2 separate regions of the Sus scrofa genome follow, and region 2 is linked to region 1. Evidence: chromatin contacts called from public HiChIP or PLAC-seq data. All regions are on one chromosome and are shown on one strand. The core of a region is the stretch at or near the end of the contact, and the rest is flanking DNA. Distances in the headings are between cores, read along the strand shown. Region 1 overlaps AP2B1 (adaptor-related protein complex 2, beta 1 subunit). Region 2 overlaps RFFL (E3 ubiquitin-protein ligase rififylin).

Region 1 (4,176 bases), core at 600-3,099:
TCCTGTTTTGCTATTGGTCTCTAAATCACAATGCCTGTTATCTGAATAAGCAAGTCACCCCAGCATACAGAGTAAGTGGCTTGGTGACAAGTAGATGTGGATTTGAATCTCAGCCTGGCTGCTTATCAGTTGTGTGACTGTAGCAAGGTGCTTAATTTTTTTTTTCTGAGTTTGTTTCCAAAATTACAAAGCAGAAATAGTTTTTATAATGACTTGCGATAATACAAGCAGATCTAACACTTAGCCCTGTAAGTTCCTACTGTCTCAAGATAAGAATCGAGTATTCCCCATGTGGCTGTTGATACTTATCTTTTTCTTACTTAGGAAGCCAACATCTGATAAAACTAGCTTATGTTGGTATATTCTAAGTTTGTAAGGCACTTCATTGGTTTGATTCTTACAATAGCTCTTTAGGTAGAGTAGGCAGATGTAATAATACATGATGAAACTAAGTATTGGAAAGGTCACAAGACTTACTGAAAACCAAATAGGAGAGCAGTAGAGCCAAAACTAACTCTTTTCTGGTGTATCTTAGTGCTACTCTTGAAGGATTAATTGACCTGGGGTGTAGCACCTCTGCATAGCTAAGAACTGGCTCCTTTCTCAGTCTCCCGCTGGCTGTACTGCAAGAGCCAGCACTCCACAGGAGCAGTGGCAAGGCCTTAGCAGAGTACTGGCAGATCGTGCACATCCATCCTTTCCCTCTGTTTCCCCATACAGAGCGCCAGGTCTTCCTTGCAACATGGAAGGATATTCCCAATGAAAATGAACTTCAATTTCAGATTAAGGAATGTCATTTAAATGCTGGTGAGTGATGCCTCTAAACTTCATTTTCCTCTTAGTATATTCGAGATATCTGAAAATTTTGTCTTTTCTTGACCGACCTCTTCATTTATTTTACTGAAGTGTAGTTGACGTATAATGTTGTATTGGTTTCTGCTGTACAGCAGAGTTACTCAGTGATCCATCAGAGGGATTTAGAGTGTGTATGTGTGTGTGTGTGTGTGTATCATTTTCCATTATGGTTTATCACAGGATATCAAATACAGTTCCCTGTGCTATACAGTAGGACCTTGTTTATCCATTCTATATATTATTAGTTTTCATCTGTTAATCATAAACTTGGCATGTTTTGATGTAGGTACTGGATTTACTTAATGAGCTAACAGATTTACGATTACATATGTATGTATCCACCACCAAATTAAGATGTGGAATATATTTAGCATCTCAGCAGATTTCCACATGCCTCTTCCCACTTGATAACACCATTATTTTGACATTTAGCCCCCTAACAAGAGTCTCAGTTATTTTGCATTGTCCTTAGTACTTTGAACTGTCAGTTTTAGTATTTTAATATTAGCCCTTCTGGTTGAAGTGTAGTAAGATCATATTATAATTTTAATTTGCATTCTTCTGATAATATTGAACACCTTTTCATGTGCTTTACTGAATTAAAAAAAAAAATACCTCATAGCTTATTAGAGCCTAGTTGGTAGCCTTTTTCTTTCTTGCCTGCGTGGGCTTGCACGTGATGATACTAACCTCTTTAATGACCCTTAAAAAGCTCCAGTCCCTTTTGTAGTTAATTTTATTACTGCACTAGAAAACATCAAAGAGGAAACCCAAGAGGAGGAACAGTAGCAGCTATCAGTCCATAGCTCTTTGCCTCACTGAAGTGTTCCTCAGGAGTCGAAGGAGCTCTAGGCCGTTCAGGGTCTTTCCTTTGTCCCAGTCTCTCTTTTTTTGAGGTTAGTACCAGGCTTTATGAGTTTGAATGAAAGGGAGCTTTGGTGCTTGGTCAGTGCTGCCTCTTTCTTCATTCACCAGCATTTCCTCCTTCCGGCACGCTGCCCTCCTCCCACTGTTGCTGGAGCATTGCTGTGGGGGAAAGAGGCAGTACAGAAAGAAAGAAAACAGCTCGCTGTCCTCTCAGCTTGTTCTTTTAAAACTTGATGGGGGGTCTCTATGATGCATTCATCCTCTGTATTCAGACAAATCTCTTCTTACAGGGCTTCTCCTGAGCCCTTGGAGAGGTGTTTGAGGAAGTGGTCATCTATAATGTCCATTTTAATGACTGTTTAGTTGATTCTCTTCAGGCATACCACATTGGCCTTCTTTCGAACATATTCTTGGGCTAGGTTTCTCATCCTAACTGGTTTTAGTTATTAAACAAAACCAAATTTTTGCTGAGTTTCTACACACACACCACAAAAGTACTTAAATTGAGCTGCTTTTTTGGCCATCTTCTAGGTAGGTGATGGTGTCATCTGTTTCTCTCTCCAAGGCTCCCGCTTAGTCACCACAAACCTCATGTGATGAGTATGGGACGTTGGGCAACTTTTTCCATAGTGTAAGCTGTTTTTCAGGAAGCTTTAAGTGCAGAATCCACAGTGGCTTATGGCGAGAACCAGAGTGGATACTGTTAAAGCAGCAGTCTCTGTACCAGCTTGGAATAGACCGGGCCCTTAGTTATAGGCACCCTCGTGTAGCCAGTCCTAAGGCAGCAATTCTGTATTATGTTCCTGAGAACACTTGTCCCTCAGAAAAGGGGTTCTGTGGTCCCCTAAAGTTGGAAAATACAGGGTGTGATGTGTACCTCCTAGGAGCTCCTGCATTGCCCATCAGCACGCTGGGAGCCGAGGCCTCCTTCGTTGAGGAAACCAGTATAACTCAACGTTAACTGAATTTATTTGACTATGGAATTTAAAATCACAAAATGCTTATCATTAGCACCTTATGGAACACCAGTGTTCCTTGAACATGCCCAACCTGGGAACCTCTGGCCTATGGAGAGCAGGGAAGGGCTGGAGTAATTGGAAAGCAGATTTAATTTCAGAGATCCGATATGAAAAGGACATAGTTTTTCAAAAAAAGAAAATGGAAGTTTGGATCTGGTCTCCCAGAGTAATAGAAAAAGATTCCAGATTACACTTTGGTGTACATTGATGATCTTGCCAAAGAGGGGGTATCTGGCCTTTGTCCCAGTGAGGCTGTGTCTTCTGATGTAAACTAGAACAGTTTCCCAGAGCAGATTCAGTTCTGATCAGTTCTGCCATGGCCTTGTGCCAGTTCCTTCTTGCCTTGGGTGCTCCAAATACCAGCATATCAGTTTTCCAGTGATACACGGCTCTATGGCTGTGTGGCACATGGAGCAGAGGGGAGGGCAGCCACTTTGTTTTCTCCAGGAGCCCAAGGCCATCATTTCCCACACTGAATCACTGCTAATCTCTTACAAAACCACTTGCTCCAATTAATTGTATCTTTTCCTCTGCCTCCACCCCAAGGTCTGGAGTGCCCTGGCCTTTACATTTCCTTCCAGTCTGAGGGCTCTATTAACATTTCAGGTTTAGTGCCTTCTGATTCAACACCCTGGGTCTAGCTAAGAGCTAAAAATACTGTCCTTTCCAGCTGATCTGCTCTAATCACAATAGCACCAACACTTTAAATAGCTTTTCTGAGCCAGAGTAGACATTTGACAGATGGAGCTAATGCTCTGAGGGCCACAGGAAGTCACAGCCTTAAAGTACTGACCAGCCTAGCCTTGAGCTTTTACCTTTCTTCCCCCTTATTTTTAGGGCTGCACTTGTGACATATGGAAGTTCGCAGGCAAGGGGTCGAATCAGAGCTGTAGCTGCCAGCCTGGGCCGCAGCTGCAACAACACCAAATCCAAGCCTCCTCGTCTGCAACTTACACCACAGCTCTTGGCAACGCCAGATCCTTAACTCACTGAGCGAGGCCAAGGATCGAACTCACATCCTCGTGGATACTAGTTGGGGTTTGTTACCACTGAGCCACAACGGGAACTCCATACTTTTGCTCTTCTGTTTCTTCTAGAGGTGAAAGAAGAAAAGAAACCCTCTTCCTAACCTTAATAATTAATCAGATCTTAGTAGGTGTGTGATAGGATGTTTATGGTGCCACCAGTTGTGTAAGTACTAGAAAATATTAAATCAGAAAGGCACCAATGTATGGATTTCCTGGCTTCCTAGCACTCTTCATCTCTTCTGCTCAGGTGGTCTGTATGAATCTGTTTTACAGCTTATGTTACAGCTGCATTTGGGGTTAGCACATATCTGGGACCACGGTCTTAAGTGTACAAGATGTAGTTGCATCTCTAGCCATAACCAGAAAGTAATCTTCCTGGCAGGCAGTCCACAAACCTTTTTTTTTTT
Region 2 (3,779 bases), core at 803-3,302, 270 kb before region 1:
TGTCCCCATTAACTGCTGGCTCGCCATCAGGATTCCTTAAGGGCTGGTCACCAACTGTGTCAACAGTCCAGACAGTTGGGAAACACTGAGCTAGAGCAATGGGCGTGCGGGCGATGACTCAGAGTCACCTGGAGTGCTGGGTCCAACCACGTGGGGAGGGTGGAAGGGAAGGCGGAGGGCCCCTTGTCCAGCTCTCTGGGAACATCTGGGCGCCCCTCTCCCCATCTGACCTACAGCAAACCCTGGCTAAGGTCACCTTCGGCTCTGACACAGAATGGTTATGCAGTTTCTTCCATCAGGATATGATCAAACGATAGAGGAGGGTATCTGAATCTAGTCACGCCCAAAAGGTAGAAAGAGAGGTGGACAAAAGTGAGAGAACCTGAAGGCCTAAGAATTTTCCAAAGTGGGCTGGGCAAGTCCTGGTCCCGTCCCTGCAGTTACTCCTTTTTTTTTTTGTGTTTTTTTTAGGGCCACACCACGGCAAATGGAGGTTCCCAGGCTAGGGATCAAATCGGAGCCACAGCAACATGGGATCCAAGCCATGTCTGCGACATACACCACAGCTCATGGCAACGCCAGATCCTTAACCCACTGAGCGAGGTCAGGGATCAAACCACCATCCTCATGGATGCTAGTCATTGTTTTGCTGAGCCATGACGGGAACTCCTGCAGTTATTCCTTCTTACCCCACACCCCTTGCCCCACATTTTAATCCCTAACCGTTCCTCTTCACCTCCATAAAATCCAAATTGCCCAAACAATTGGGCTGCTGGCCTGCAAAATCAATCCTGATAAACATCCTTGACTAAGGTTTCCTCAAAGTAGCTGTACTTCAGCTGACTCATTCCTCTAAAGCCCTGGGAAACACTCCTCCCGCTTCCCCCAAGTCAGAACACTCCTTTTGTCCAGCATTTTAGAATAAAGACTCATGCTCCGGTGGATCTTCTTTCACACTAGGCAAGATAATAATTTTGCATGGTCAGGAGTTCCCTGATGGCTCAGTGGTTAAGGGCTTGGAGCTGTCACTGCTGTGACTGGAGTATGACCCTGGCCTGGGCACTTCCATGTGCCTGAGACGCAGCCAAAAAGATAAAAAAATAAAATAAAAAGTAAAATTAAAAAGCCATGTTTATTTATTTACTTATTTTGGTCTTTTTAGGGCCACACTTGAGGCACATGGAGGTTCCCAGGCTAGGGGTTGAACTGGAGCTGTAGCTGCTGGCCTACACCACAGTCACAATGCTGTGGGAGCTGAGCCGCATCCACGACCTACACCACAGACCACTGCATCCCCAACCCACTGTGCCAGGCCAGGGATTGAACCTGAGTCCTCATGGATGCTAGTCAGATTCATTTCCACTGAGCCACAACCGGAACTCCCAAGCCATGTTTATTAATTCTACTAATAATTACTAAAAACCACTGACATTAAAAAAAATAATAATTTAGCATGGTCAAAAGGGGGTTTAATTCATTGGCTATGGACCCACTGACTCAAGACCTAGGAGAAGGTTGGAAGTCATCTGAGGATGAAGCTTGGTTATTTCTCAAGTAGACATCTTAATCACTATGAAAGTTTTTTTTTTGTTGTTTTTTTTTTAAAGGGAAGATTCACAGAAATAGCTGGAGGGACAACAGGCCTTCCTATATCATAAAATGCAGTGAATCGTGTGCCATTAAGTCTGTAGACATGTGATCAGGACTAAGACTAGACCAATTTTTCAAAGTAAATGAAAAGGGAAAAACAAGAAGAGGCTGCTCCATTTGCTTAAGAAATGCTTTTTTCTCCCCAAGTCCTTTAACATAATCCAGCAGTTGCAAATAAACAATGGTACTGATTACTGGCAAATTACATTTAACCACTCAGAGGCCAACAGAGCCTCCAGTGGGCCTAACTTCCTGTTAAGTTTCAGGATGACTAGGCAACATTTCTTCAAAGTGGATCAAGACAGTTAAAATGTTTCAGCAAATCAGAACTGGCTCCAAGTAGTTCAAACAGGGGTGAGCTTTCCCCTACCCTTAGAAAGGGCTGCCCCAGGGAGAACCGACCACTCCACAACCACAGGTATGCACTTCCAGAAAAGGCATTTGAATGTTAAACCAGGAGGTGCAGGCTTAACCTGTAGCATCAGAGGGGGCAGCTTTCAAAAGTCAAGTAACACTAGCTCAACACAACTTTTGTAAAGTTCGAATCCAGCACATGGGGGATAGACACTGAAAAAGGCTGCTGAGAGAGCAAGAAGGTTTTGCTTCTCTTTTTATAAGAGAGGACAATGGAGAAATTACCAGACCAAGGTCACTTTCCATTAAAAAAAAAAAAAAAAAGTTAGCAGCTTTAACCAAGATTTAAAAAAAAAAAAAAACTTCATAGGTCATAACTCCATGAAATCAGGAGCGTGGTAAAAAATCTCTCCAAGAATCCTGTAGGAAATTAAGTGTGGATTAGGATAATTAAATGTAAAGTCTCCTTGAGAGTGACTTCTGTCCCTGTAGACTAGAGCCAGTTCTTTCGTATCACAGAAAACCTGTGAAGAGGATTTGCCAAGGCATCACAGCCTTTCTACTTTCACATCAGGTCTGCAAACGCTATGATCTAAAAGGAACAGAGCAATGATTTGGGGAGAGAATTAAATCCTATGGCTTATCAGAGAAAACCACTCCATTCTCTAGTCTTTGCAAAAGTTCACATGCTCGTGTAACTGTAATATGCTTAGGGGTTTCCAAAAATTACATACATTTCCTCAAAAGAGATATAGGAAAAAATATAATCACGGGGTAAAGGCCAAATATTGTCTCTTCTGAATGCTTAAGTAGCCAATTATGTGTCTTAATACATTAATTCTGTCGAGAGAAAGAGACTATTACAGGAAAGTTGAGTAAGACATCTTCAAAAAAAATGTACCCTGGGGCCTAAGTCCATTCAGCTGACGGAAAATCACCCCCTCAAAAAAGCAGTTTTATACAAAATCTAGTATTTTAATTTCCTGGCTGCCAAGAGAAGCATATAAGGAGCAGAAATTAAACTAATTATGTCAGCAGCACAGTGAACAAAACTTTAATTCTATTACACACTAGTTTGACATTTGCTGAAGAATACAAAGGCCCTTAAGGGTAGAAACTTCTTTAGAATATAAATGATTCCCAATCGATATGACAAAAATTAGTCTGGGCAATAAACAGAGTCACGGTTTACAAGGGAAAATTCAGCCAGCATCCCTAATTCAGAATTAAAAAAAAAAAAAAAATTTAAAGTAGAGTATGAGAAACAAATCTCTACAACGGCTTTAATCTCTCCGTGATTTCCATATGTTGTACCATTAATAGGTCCTTTAAGCCAGTATTGTACTAATCAGCTTTTTTAACATCTAGCTCACAAAAGAGCCTATTCATTTAGCTGGGAGACAGGTGTTAGCAACCAGCAACCTCTCTTAGCTTGGGTTCCAGGGGCCTGGTCGGTGATGACTGCAGCATGATTGGCGAGTGGAAAGGGAGGCGAGAAGGAAAGAGAAACAAAAGCACCCGGGGCAGAGGCGGGGGGAAGAGATAAGGGAAAAAAGAGACGTCAGGTGCTACTTCAAGGGGCCCCCTCAAAGCCTAGTGGCCTGATCTGAGCTCCCGGGCCGGGCCCAGATCCTTGAGGCAGAATTGGGAAAATGTCTTTAATTTATTCCTGCAGACAGTAATTCTGACACTCCACGCGTTGAAAAAAATGTTTTCAAATGCCCCATGACTCATTCCTCTTACCCATCTTCTCTACTTCTTCACTTTAGTCCTCA

What was found. HiChIP or PLAC-seq counts read pairs in DNA pulled down with a chosen protein or histone mark.
Region 2: an H3K27ac HiChIP or PLAC-seq map of alveolar macrophages shows a contact between it and region 1. The contact joins two enhancer-like sites. A contact is called at or near these places in 1 of 47 Hi-C or Micro-C datasets (liver) and 1 of 2 datasets of contacts at active chromatin or transcription factors (alveolar macrophages).

The regions. Positions count from the first base shown.
Region 1 is chr12:39,812,469-39,816,644 of Sscrofa11.1, reverse strand. AP2B1 (adaptor-related protein complex 2, beta 1 subunit) reads left to right here. Exons shown (of 22, transcript NM_001243183.1): 20 at 721-807. Among named protein-coding and RNA genes, the nearest start is that of RASL10B, 19 kb to the right of the region's middle. Within about 2 kb of position 1,849, at least 18 of the 83 cell types and tissues checked have an H3K27ac peak or open chromatin away from gene starts, as enhancers often do. A contact at or near this core is called in alveolar macrophages, where this site is marked.
Region 2 is chr12:40,079,739-40,083,517 of Sscrofa11.1, reverse strand. All of the region lies in intron 1 of RFFL (E3 ubiquitin-protein ligase rififylin), which reads right to left. Among named protein-coding and RNA genes, the nearest start is that of RFFL, 6.4 kb to the right of the region's middle. Within about 2 kb of position 2,052, at least 13 of the 83 cell types and tissues checked have an H3K27ac peak or open chromatin away from gene starts, as enhancers often do. A contact at or near this core is called in alveolar macrophages, where this site is marked.